Linked DNA regions of Sus scrofa: region 2 is linked to region 1. Evidence: chromatin contacts called from public Hi-C data. All regions are on one chromosome and are shown on one strand. Each heading gives the region's core, a stretch centred on a gene start, on an enhancer-like site or on the middle of the called end of the contact. The rest is flanking DNA. Distances are from core to core; before and after follow the strand shown. Region 1 holds the start of EPM2AIP1 (EPM2A-interacting protein 1). Region 2 holds the start of TRANK1 (TPR and ankyrin repeat-containing protein 1).

Region 1 (5,038 bases), core at 642-3,141:
TTCAGCAGACAGTCCGGCATAGAATTGCCCCAAGTCTTTGGTTCTGTATTCGTTCCAAAGATTAGTATTTGCCTGAAGTTTTGTTAGCTCCACCCTTACTGAAATAGGTGCATATTCAGCTTTAAAGCTAAATGGATTTGCAAAAAGCTCTAAGTCCTTTTTAATGAACTTGAGGTCCTTGAAATGTCTCTCAAATTCTTTTTGTAGGCGACAGATCACTACTTGATACCTTTCAGGATCAAGTATTTTTTCATCTTCTTGAAGATGCTCTTTAAGCTCATCAACAACTTCTCTCAAGGCGGCAAAGTGTGTTAGATTTTTTTCCTCGATATGTCTCTGAAGTAAATTCAGCTTAACTTCAAAGGTACAAATATGGTCAAAGGCAGCAGCAGCAAAGACTTTACTTACTCTCAATAGTTCGCTGAGTTCTCGAAGGTGGTCCATAATATCCACCAAAAAGCCAAAGTCACAAAGCCACTGCTTGTCTGTGAAATGGACCGTTGTTGCCCCTATTGAAACCAAAAATGTTTTTATCTCTTTTCTTAAAGAAAATATTAGTTTTAAGGTCTTCCCTCTTCTAAGCCAATTGTTCAGACAGCGTCCATTAACCCTTTCACCATGCTCTGATTCCGATTCAGTTAGTAAAGCCTGAAATTCTGGCCGCCTAACGCCTCTGGTCTTAATCAAAACTATCCATTCAGATATGGCATTTATGATCTGATTAACATCCACATCGTAGGAGCTCAACAGTTCCAAGTGAAGAAACCCCGAATAATGGATAACATTCCAACAGTTGGGGCTTACAGCCTTTTCTCTCATGTATGACACCAGCCCTGAGTTCTCACCAATCATCCTCAGAGTGTGGGTCGTGGTCAGTCCAACCATCCGCTGCAGGCTAAGCCCTGCAGTTTGCAGGGCCTCAAGGATTGCCGCCATGAGGGCACCAACACTGAAGTGCTGAGTCAGGTTGATGATGGTCAGAAGCTCTTCCTGCACCTCTAAATCGTGGCCCACGCCGCGGACAAAGACGAGGAGGTAGTTCTCATAGGCCACAAAAGCCTGGTCGTCCAACGCAAGGGAATAGGCCTTAAAGTCCTTGGCTCGGTTAAAAAGCTGACTGCGTAGATTCTGGTTAATGTCTAGGACCCTCTGCTGCGTGATCTCCGGAGATAAATCAATGCCATCCATAACGCCTACGTGATCAGGCAGCACATCTCTGAGCATCACCTCCATGCACCGGTACACGAAGTCCCCCTCACCCCAGCCGCGACCCTTCAAGGCCAAGAGGCGGGTGAGCCCGAGGCCTGCACGAGCAGCTCTCTCCTCCGGGGTGAGCGGGGCGGCATCGGGCAAGTCGCCCTGACGCAGACGCTCCACCAGGGCCGCGCGCTCGCCCTCCGCCACATACCGCTCGTAGTAATCGTGCTCCGCCTCGTAGTGGTGCCTGACATCGGGTTCGCCATTGGCTACGACCAGGCGGCGACAGACCAGGCACAGGGCGCCTTCGCCTTCCGGAGGCTCCACAACCAGGTAACGCTGAGTCCACTCGGCCTGGAAACCCCGAGGCTCCTCGATTTCCATTTTGCTCCTCTTGGGCGTCATCCACATCTCACGGGAGACCACTGGATCTGGGCCGACCTCCCGGAGGCCGCAAGGAGAGGGGAGGAGCAGGAGCGATCCCCAAGCGCCAACTCCGCTCTGCGCCAGATCACCCCAGCTGGGGAAACCACTGGGGTTCCGGCACCTTGATTCCTATTGGCTGGAGATTTCGTATTCCCCTGCCGCAAGCATGAGCCAATAGGAAGAGCGGACACTGATTTTTAGCGCGCAGGCGCATATCCTTCTCGCTGCAAAGTGCACTAAAGCCGCCTAAGGAGGGCTAAGAGAACAGGAATCATGGAGCTAAGAACTTGACTGGCATTCAAGATGCCCAATCAGTACCTCTCTGTCCCGGAAGTGGTGTTGCCGCTAGAGGGCGGGACGGGACGGCGTCAGCAGTGTTGCTGGAAGGATGTGGGTGCGAAGCTCTAAGGAGATTGGCTGAAAGCCCTTCCAGTGAGCGTCTCACCGTTACACGGCCTGCTCTGGCGCCAAAATGTCGCAGGTACCGGGAGTTATCCGGCGGTTGGACGAGACAGTGGTGAACCGCATCGCGGCAGGGGAGGTTATCCAGCGGCCGGCTAATGCCATTAAGGAGATGATTGAGAACTGGTACGAAGGGAGGAGTCCAGGCTTCCTTAGAACCTAACGGGCCACTGCTCAGGATGGCGCGGACACGCCTCTCTGCCCTGAGTGGAGGGGTGTGCCGCGCGCCGCCGCCGCGGGGAGGCCGGGGTCCTGCCTTCCTCTCTCCCGGGTCCTCGAGCGTCCCTTCGAGACTTTAGGGTTGATGGGGGCACAAAGAGAGGGCGATACAGTATTGTTTTAATGGTGCCATCAACTAAGAGAAATTCTAAAATTATATGTGCAGAAGATGCAACTTTTTAAACGTTTAAAAAGCTTTTTACATTTAAGAAGAAAAAACACCCCTCTCTTCATCCTTCAGAGGGCGTCAGTTTCTTGCTTATTCTGTATACATTCAGAAGTACAATTCCTTTTTAATTTTTTTTTTCTTCTCGGGCCGCTCCCGCGGCATATGGAGGTTCCCAGGCTTGGGGTCCAATCGGAGCTGTAGCTGCCGGCCTACGCCAGAGCCACAGCAACGCGGGATCTGAGCCGCGTCTGCTACCTACACCACAGGTAGGTAGCAGACGCGTCTGCTCACAACAACACCAGATCCTTAACCCACTGAGCAAGGCCAGGGATGGAACCCGCAACCTCATGGCTCCTAGTCGGTTTCGTCAACCCCTGAGCCACGATGGGAACTCCTGAATTTTATTTTATTTTATTTTATTTTTTAATTTTATTTATTTTATTTTATTTTTTTTACTTTATTTATTTTATTTTATTTTTTATTTTATTTTATTTTATTTTACTTTATTTTATTTATTTATTTTATTTTATTTAATTTTATTTTTTTATTTTATTTATTTTATTTTATTTATTTTATTTTATTTTTGCCATTTCTTGGGCCGCTCCCAGGGCATATGGAGATTCCCAGGCTAGGGGTCTAATGGGAGCTGTAGCTGCCGGCCTACGTGCCAGAGCCACAGCAACGCAGGATCCGAGGGGCGTCTTCGACTTACAACATAGCTCACGGCAATACCGGGATCGTTAACCCACTGAGCAAGGGCAGGGATCGAACCTGCAACCTCATGGTTCCTAGTTGGATTTATTTCCACTGCGCCACAATGGGACATTTTATGAGGGTCTTTTAAGAACCTGAGGCTGAGTAAAGTTTGTGAAACAGGTAGTAGAATTAGTTGAGAATTAGGTAAGAAAGAGGCATATGTTAAGTAGTCCCACTTGTTTTTTTTGTCTTTCATCTTTTTAGGGCCGCCCCTGCAGCATATGGAGGGTCCCAGGCTAGGGGTCTAATCTGAGCTGTAGCTGCCAGCCTACACCACAGCCACAGCCATGCCAGATCTGAGCCGCATCTGCGACCTACACCACAGCTCACAGCAACGCTGGATCCTTAACCCACCGAGCGAGGCCAGGAATCGAACCCAAAACCTCATGGTTCCTAGTTGGATTCGTTTCCGCTGCGCCACAACGGGAACTCCAGTATTCCCACTTCTAACTTCCCTTTCTTTTTTTCCTAGAGGAACAGAAATGTTGCTGAATGTCGTATTGGAAATGATGTTTTTCCCTCTGCCCCTTTCTTCCCTCTCTCTCATACAATATGTAAACTGATAACAGTGTAGTCACAGAGCCTGTAGGCAAAGGAAAAACACAGTAATTGGTCTTATATTTGTCTGGAATTTGTTCTTATCCCTGGACTCATATTAAGATTTGTGCATTAGGAGTTCCTGTTGTGACTCAGTAGTTAACGAATCCGACTAGGAACCATGAGGTTGTGGGTTCAATCCTTGGCCTTGCTAGGTAGATTAGGGATCCGGTGTTACGGTGAGCTGTGGTTTAGGTCACAGACGTGTCTCGGATCCCGCATTGCTGTGGTTGTGGCGTAGGCTGGCAGCTACAGCTCCGATTAGACCCCTAGCCTGGGAACCTCCATATGCTGCAGGAGCAGCCCTAGAAAACGCAAAAAGACCGAAAAAAAAAAAAAAAAAAGTTTTGTGCATTAGAGTGGTTGCAAATTATTATTATTTTTGTTTGATTTGTCAGTTTAGATGCAAAATCCACAAGTATTCAAGTGGTGGTTAAAGAGGGAGGCCTGAAGTTGATTCAGATCCAAGACAATGGCACTGGGATCAGGGTAAGTAAAACCTCAGAGCAGCAGGATGTTTGTGTGCTTTATGTGCTGTATCTGCAGGAAGTGACATAACTTTTCTCTGTTCTGGAAACTTTAGGTTTTTATGGATGAGATTGTGTGAAAAATTTAACACTAACTATAAATATTTATTGATTACCTATTCCATGCTGGGCACTGTTCAGGGAAATAAGGAGGTCGAAGAGCAAGTCATGAGGCTGTTTAAAGGATCAGTGTTCCAGACGGAGAGAACAGTATACACAAAAACCTCGACATGGAAGCTTGCCTGACATGTTTAAGGACCAGCAAGGAGGTCAATACGTCTTGAAGAGGGGAGTTGGGTGGGGAGTGAAAGCATAAGATGAGGTTTGAAGGATAAGCAGGCTGAGCATGTAGGACCTTGTGGGATGTTGTAAAATCTTTAGCTTTTACTCTGGATGAGGTGGGATACTGTTAGAGGGTTTTGAGCAAAGAGGTAACATGGTTTGGCAAGTTTTATAAGAACTCTTTTGTCTGCCTTGGTGAAAACAGACTTTAGCAGAACAGGACAGAAGCAGTGAGGAGGATCATGAAGCAATCCAGGAAAGAGGTAGCGGTGCTTTGGACCAGTTTGGTTGCAACAGAAATGTAAGAAGCAGTGACCTTCTGGGTTGATGATGAAGAACAAAGCTCTCACAGTTTGCTGGTGTAGGGATTAAGAAGAGGGGAGCCAAGAACGATGTCAAGGTT
Region 2 (5,038 bases), core at 1,285-3,784, 36 kb before region 1:
ACCCATGGCAATGACCAGAGGCCCACAACCCACGTCACTTCAGTTTTTCAAAACATCCTCAGGGTCACTTTACCTTTCCCACCCAAACATGGGGGTTGCAGCCTTTAGTTTGCTGCCAACAGAATCTTCATCCCAAGAAGCAAAAATAAAATAATAAGAGGGTACAGAACATAGCAATGGGCCTTTGGTAGCAAGCACAGGAAGACAGAACTGATCAGCAAAGAGAAGTTTAAGAATTCTCTTTTTTTGGCGTTCCCGTCGTGGCGCAGTGGTTAACGAATCCGACTAGGAACCATGAGGTTGCGGGTTGGATCCCTGCCCTTGCTCAGTGGGTTAACGATCCGGCGTTGCTGTGAGCTGTGGTGTAGGTTGCAGACGCGGCTCAGATCCCGCATTGCTTTGGCTCTGGCGTAGGCTGGCGGCTACAGCTCTGATTAGACCCCTAGCCTGGGAACCTCCATATGCTGTGGGAGCGGCCCAAAGAAATAGCCAAAAAAAAAAAAAAAAAAAGAATTCTCTTTTTGGTCCCTGAGAGCCTGAGAGAATGGATGTCTAACCCCAAATTTACCACTGATTAGCTGTAGTGACTGCCAGATGATAGGCCGAAGCCTCTTCATCTATAAAGTGCACACTGCCCTGTTCCCAACCCTGCTGTGAAATTCCGCACAGAGACTTGAAGAGTCCCCTTTTGAATTTATGAGTCCAGAGCAGCCTTTCAGCACTCTCCTTCTTTCTCAAAAAAAAAAAAAAGACATAATGGCAAGAAGTCATTACTCCCCTACTTCCTCAGCACTAAACAGGGCCCCACTCACTGGGCTCATGGCAGGTGACCAGCTTGGTGAGGCCAGACATATGGAACCAGAGTAACCAGAAGCATCCTTTGGCCTGCCTTTGCATTCACAGCCACAGTACTCTCCTAACTCAAGTACAAGTTTCCTTACGCAAGTTTGAATCTCAGCCTCCTTCATGTCTCCTAAACCAGTTCATCCCTTTTCAAAGTTAGTTCCCAGGGAAATTCTGATGCTCTCCTCAGCCTCCTTGGGGTGTCCCAAAGAAAGTTTGCAGTTGCCACCTAGAACTGGTTTGTGAGTCATCAGATCGAGTTAACGGATTATGACCAGCTTTTTTACAAAACATAGAATAGAAAGAAAATATCACTGTGCCTCACCCTGTAGAGAGAATAAATATCTTGTGAAGCTCTTCTTGTAGTTTTGTGCTGATATATACAGGTAGGTGGGTGTGGGTCTCTATTGTGGGCCTTAGTCAAGAATATACTGGAAATTCATAGGCCTGAAGCAGTGGGATGTGATTCTGAAGACAAATGCCACATAGATCCATCCTACCTCCATCCCCTGTGGAGGATGCAAGGGCCAGCAGAGGGTACTCAGAACTCAAGCATCCATCCTGCAATTCTACAAAACAGAGGCAACTGCAAAATTGTTGAAATGGATTTCTGACTCTTCTACAAGGTAATACTTCCTATAAAGCACAAAACAGGATGCTCAATAAAAGAACAAGCCATCCAGGTAACAGCCTTGCCTCAGAAAGGTGCCTGGCAGGTGCCAGGAGGCTCAGCACGAGGCAGGGGGTAGAACCTGGCTGCAGGGAACTAAAGGCCCTTGGCTCCCGCATAAAAATTGATTGGGTCAGCAGCTGGGGGCTGAGACCTCAGAGCCTTCCCCCGCCCCCTTTCTCACTCCTCTTTAAAAAAAAAAAAAAAAAAAATTTCAAATTGCATTATATCCTGAAATTTTTTCACTACGAAGCACCAAAGCTTGCAGCCTCCCAGGAACGCCCCCAGCTGGGAGTAGGGTTACAGAAAAGCAGTTTCTGCCAGGCTGCAAAAGCTTAGGGCTCCCAGTGGGCGCGCGGCGAGGGGGTGGAGTGCTCCTCTCAGCCCTCGGTTTCCAGCCCGCGTTTGCAGACGCTTGCAAGCAAACGCCAGGGCTTCTGGGGATTCTGCTTCTGAACCCCGGGCCCCTATTGCTACCCTCCCCGCCCCTCCCCCGCCCCTCGGCCGAGAACGGTGGGCCCTCTTGGGCAAGCCCACCTCACAATCGGGCGGGCTGAGGAAGAGGCCTGCTCCGGGAAGGAATCGCCAACCTCTTCCAGCCGGGAAGCGGCCAGCACTCTCCAAGTACCCCGCAAATCCCGCCCTGCGCCCGGGCGCCTGCCAACCCAAGGCGTGGCCCGGGGGCGCGTACGCTGGTCTACTCGTTCGCCGCCGGGGGATCCCCCGGAGGAGGCGGGACCGGGAGCCGCGGGTTCGGTGCCCCAGTGGGGTCGAGGCAGGCCGAGGGCCGCCGCAGCCCTGTCGCAGCGCGCGCCCCGTCTCCAGGCGCCGGGCAAGGCCGAAGCCGCCCCCCCGCGCCCGACTCCGTGCTGCAGGCCCGAGTCTGCACCTGGATGAGCGCAGGGACTGCCCGCCCAGCCGCCGCCTCGGGGGTCGCCTGCTCCCGCGCGCGGCCGCCTCCTGCTGGGAAGAGGCGCGGAGCCCAGAAGGCCGGAGGCGCCCCCCGCGCTTCCCATGCCGCTACGCACCTAGTTACCCGCGGGTCCCACATGGCTGGGGCCGCCGCCGCCTCGGGAGCCGCTTTCCAGAGGACAGGCTCGGCGGGCGGGGTCCCAGCTCGCGGTGGCTCCGGCCCTGGACCGCGACGAGCGGGGCGGGAACGCGGGGACCCCGGCGCCCGGCTGTGTGCAGTCGCAGACCTATTCCAAGTTTCCACGTAGTTGCGAGGGCCCGAAAACTGTCACGTGCACGTCGCCGCTGGGTGGGAGGGGGTGTTTGTCACTGTGTGTTCAAAAGAGGCGTTTGGAAGTCTCACATCTTGTGGGCGAGTCCTCCAATGGGATGGCTCTCAGCCACCTTGGGAAAATGAGTGCTTCGAGCAGGTCACCACGAGGGACCCGGGCGTGCACACACACCCCTTTGACAGGTTTCTGTCACAGTGACTTCTTGCCCTAGCTGGGTGCCGCGATTGTCGGGGAAACTGAGGAAATGGTCAGACCATGGTCTTGGCCCGCCTCTGCTCCTGGCCTCCCGCCAACAAAGAAACTAGGGGTCAGAGCACCCTGTGCCCTTCAGCGCCTACTTCCCGTTTGCCTCCATTCAGTCTTTACTTGGATTTCAAGTACTTACTGTGCGCTCGGCCCTCCATTCTGGGGGTGCTGGGGATTCGGGTAGGAAAAGGCCAGAGAGGCCCCTATCTTCTTGACGCTCACTGGCGTGTTCATGGCGCCTGCAGAGGAGTGAACTTCTCGCCGCAGACAAGAATAGCAAGGAACCTCCTAACGGCAGTAACAACCGAAGGAGCTGAGGAGTGGTTCGGACGACTTCAGGCTGCCTTTCAACTTCAGCTGTCGGCTCACCAAACTGCACAGCCTTCTATCCTCGCTCCTGCCTGGTTCTCAACTTCTCCGGGACTGGGAATGGCTTTCCCATGCTCGGAGATTTGGCCCAATCAGAGAGTGGAGCCGGCCACCCTGTCTAGGCGTCGGCTTTTGGCTTACACTGCCTCCTAGTGGTTCTCACTCCCATCTGGGGGACCACCACACCTGGCGAGCCCTGTGGAGGAGAGGACCCCACAGAGCATAAGGAAGGGGAACAGGAGAGTTTCCAATGAGGCAGGGAGGATTAGGTGACCCCTGGACACCCGTAACACGCACAGCTCAAATACTTCTCTGTGCTGCTTGCTCTGAGTCCGATCAGTCTAGCCTGCGTTCTCTGTGCTTCTGAAATCTCACCTCCTCTCGTTTCTTCTGTGGATTAATCTCCCCAAACACCATGTTGCATCACTTCCAGTTCAGAAGCTTTTAATGGCACCTCCATTGCCCTCTAGTAGCTAGGCATTTGATACTCCTCATTTTTCCCTACTCTTCCAGTCTCAGCCTCCTTATACCCACGGTCTACCCCTGGTGGTTGCTAAACTTGATGACACACTGTAATCACTTAAGGATCTTTCAAAAATGCTGATGTCTGGCCCCTACTCTCACTTAGTCTGATTTAATTGGTATGGGGTATGACATGGGCCTTAGGACTTTTAAAAGCTTTGCTGGTAATTATAACATGAAGCAAATTTGGGGAACACTGTTAGTCTCCAAATCATTGGAGCTATTTACCATTTCCCAGACAGCATTGGTCCTTTCATGTTGAAGAAACTTCATGTATCCTTCCTCCAGTGTTTTAACCAACATCTCCCAGTTCTGTATTTAGAAATGGCCTGTGCCATTTTGTTTTTGTTTCTTAACATTAAGGAGAGCAAGCCAGGAGCAGACCGTTGCCTCTAGGAGTTCTCTTATGGCGGAGCAGGTTAAGGATCCAGCAGTTGTCACTGCAGCAGCTGGGATTGTTGCTGTGGTTCAGGTTTGATCCCTGGCCCAGGAATTTCCATATGCCACAGGCGTAGCCAAAAAAACAAACAAACAAACAAACAAAAAAAACACAAAAAAGTGCCTCTAAACTTTGATACTTTGACCAGTTTCCATAAGCATCTCAGAATCTTTCAGTCATACTTCTTCCTCTGTATTTTTCACTATAGTCTTCAGAATAGTCACATCAGCTTAAAATAGTCCTCAAAACAGTCAAAGCTTTCTTTTTAAAACGGTTTCTTCTTTTTTGGCTGTTTTTATATTTTTATCAAAATGATTCATTCTCACAGTTAAAAGAGCAATCCCCCCTCCGAGCTGATCTATTCCCCAGAGGCAAACAGTTTCAGTGCTGTTAGCTGATTGTTTTGATGGCTATGTTTGTGTCTTTAAATAACACTTTACTTCTTGTTTTTCCCCCCCAGTTTTGTGCATCTTTGGGTGATTTTTATTTTAGATTGTGCTTGTCTGAAAACCTTCACCCTCAATATAGTTTGGCTGGGTATAAAATTCTAGGTTGGAAGTCATTTTCCTTCAGGATTTTGAAGCTATTACTCCGTTGACCACTAGCTTCCAGTATTGCTGTTAAGATTCTTTGATGTGGGCCTATTCATCTACTGTTTACTGAGTGGGTTATTTCAGTCTTGAAACTCAGATTCTTTAGTTCTTG

The links. A called contact is a pair of places that touch in the nucleus more often than the background predicts.
Region 2: a Hi-C map of epiblast stem cells shows a contact between it and region 1, with 2.0 times the contacts expected there. The contact joins the promoter of TRANK1 here to the promoter of EPM2AIP1 in region 1. A contact is called at or near these places in 1 of 47 Hi-C or Micro-C datasets (epiblast stem cells) and 1 of 2 datasets of contacts at active chromatin or transcription factors (skeletal muscle).

The regions. Positions count from the first base shown.
Region 1 is chr13:21,874,716-21,879,753 of Sscrofa11.1, reverse strand. It overlaps EPM2AIP1 (EPM2A-interacting protein 1), which reads right to left and starts at 1,891. Exons shown (of 2, transcript XM_005652390.3): 1 at 1-1,891. The coding sequence starts at 1,608. It overlaps MLH1 (mutL homolog 1), which reads left to right and starts at 2,034. Exons shown (of 19, transcript NM_001172367.1): 1 at 2,034-2,211; 2 at 4,225-4,315. The coding sequence starts at 2,096.
Region 2 is chr13:21,910,896-21,915,933 of Sscrofa11.1, reverse strand. It overlaps TRANK1 (TPR and ankyrin repeat-containing protein 1), which reads right to left and starts at 2,534. Exons shown (of 26, transcript XM_021071655.1): 1 at 2,051-2,534. The coding sequence starts at 2,529.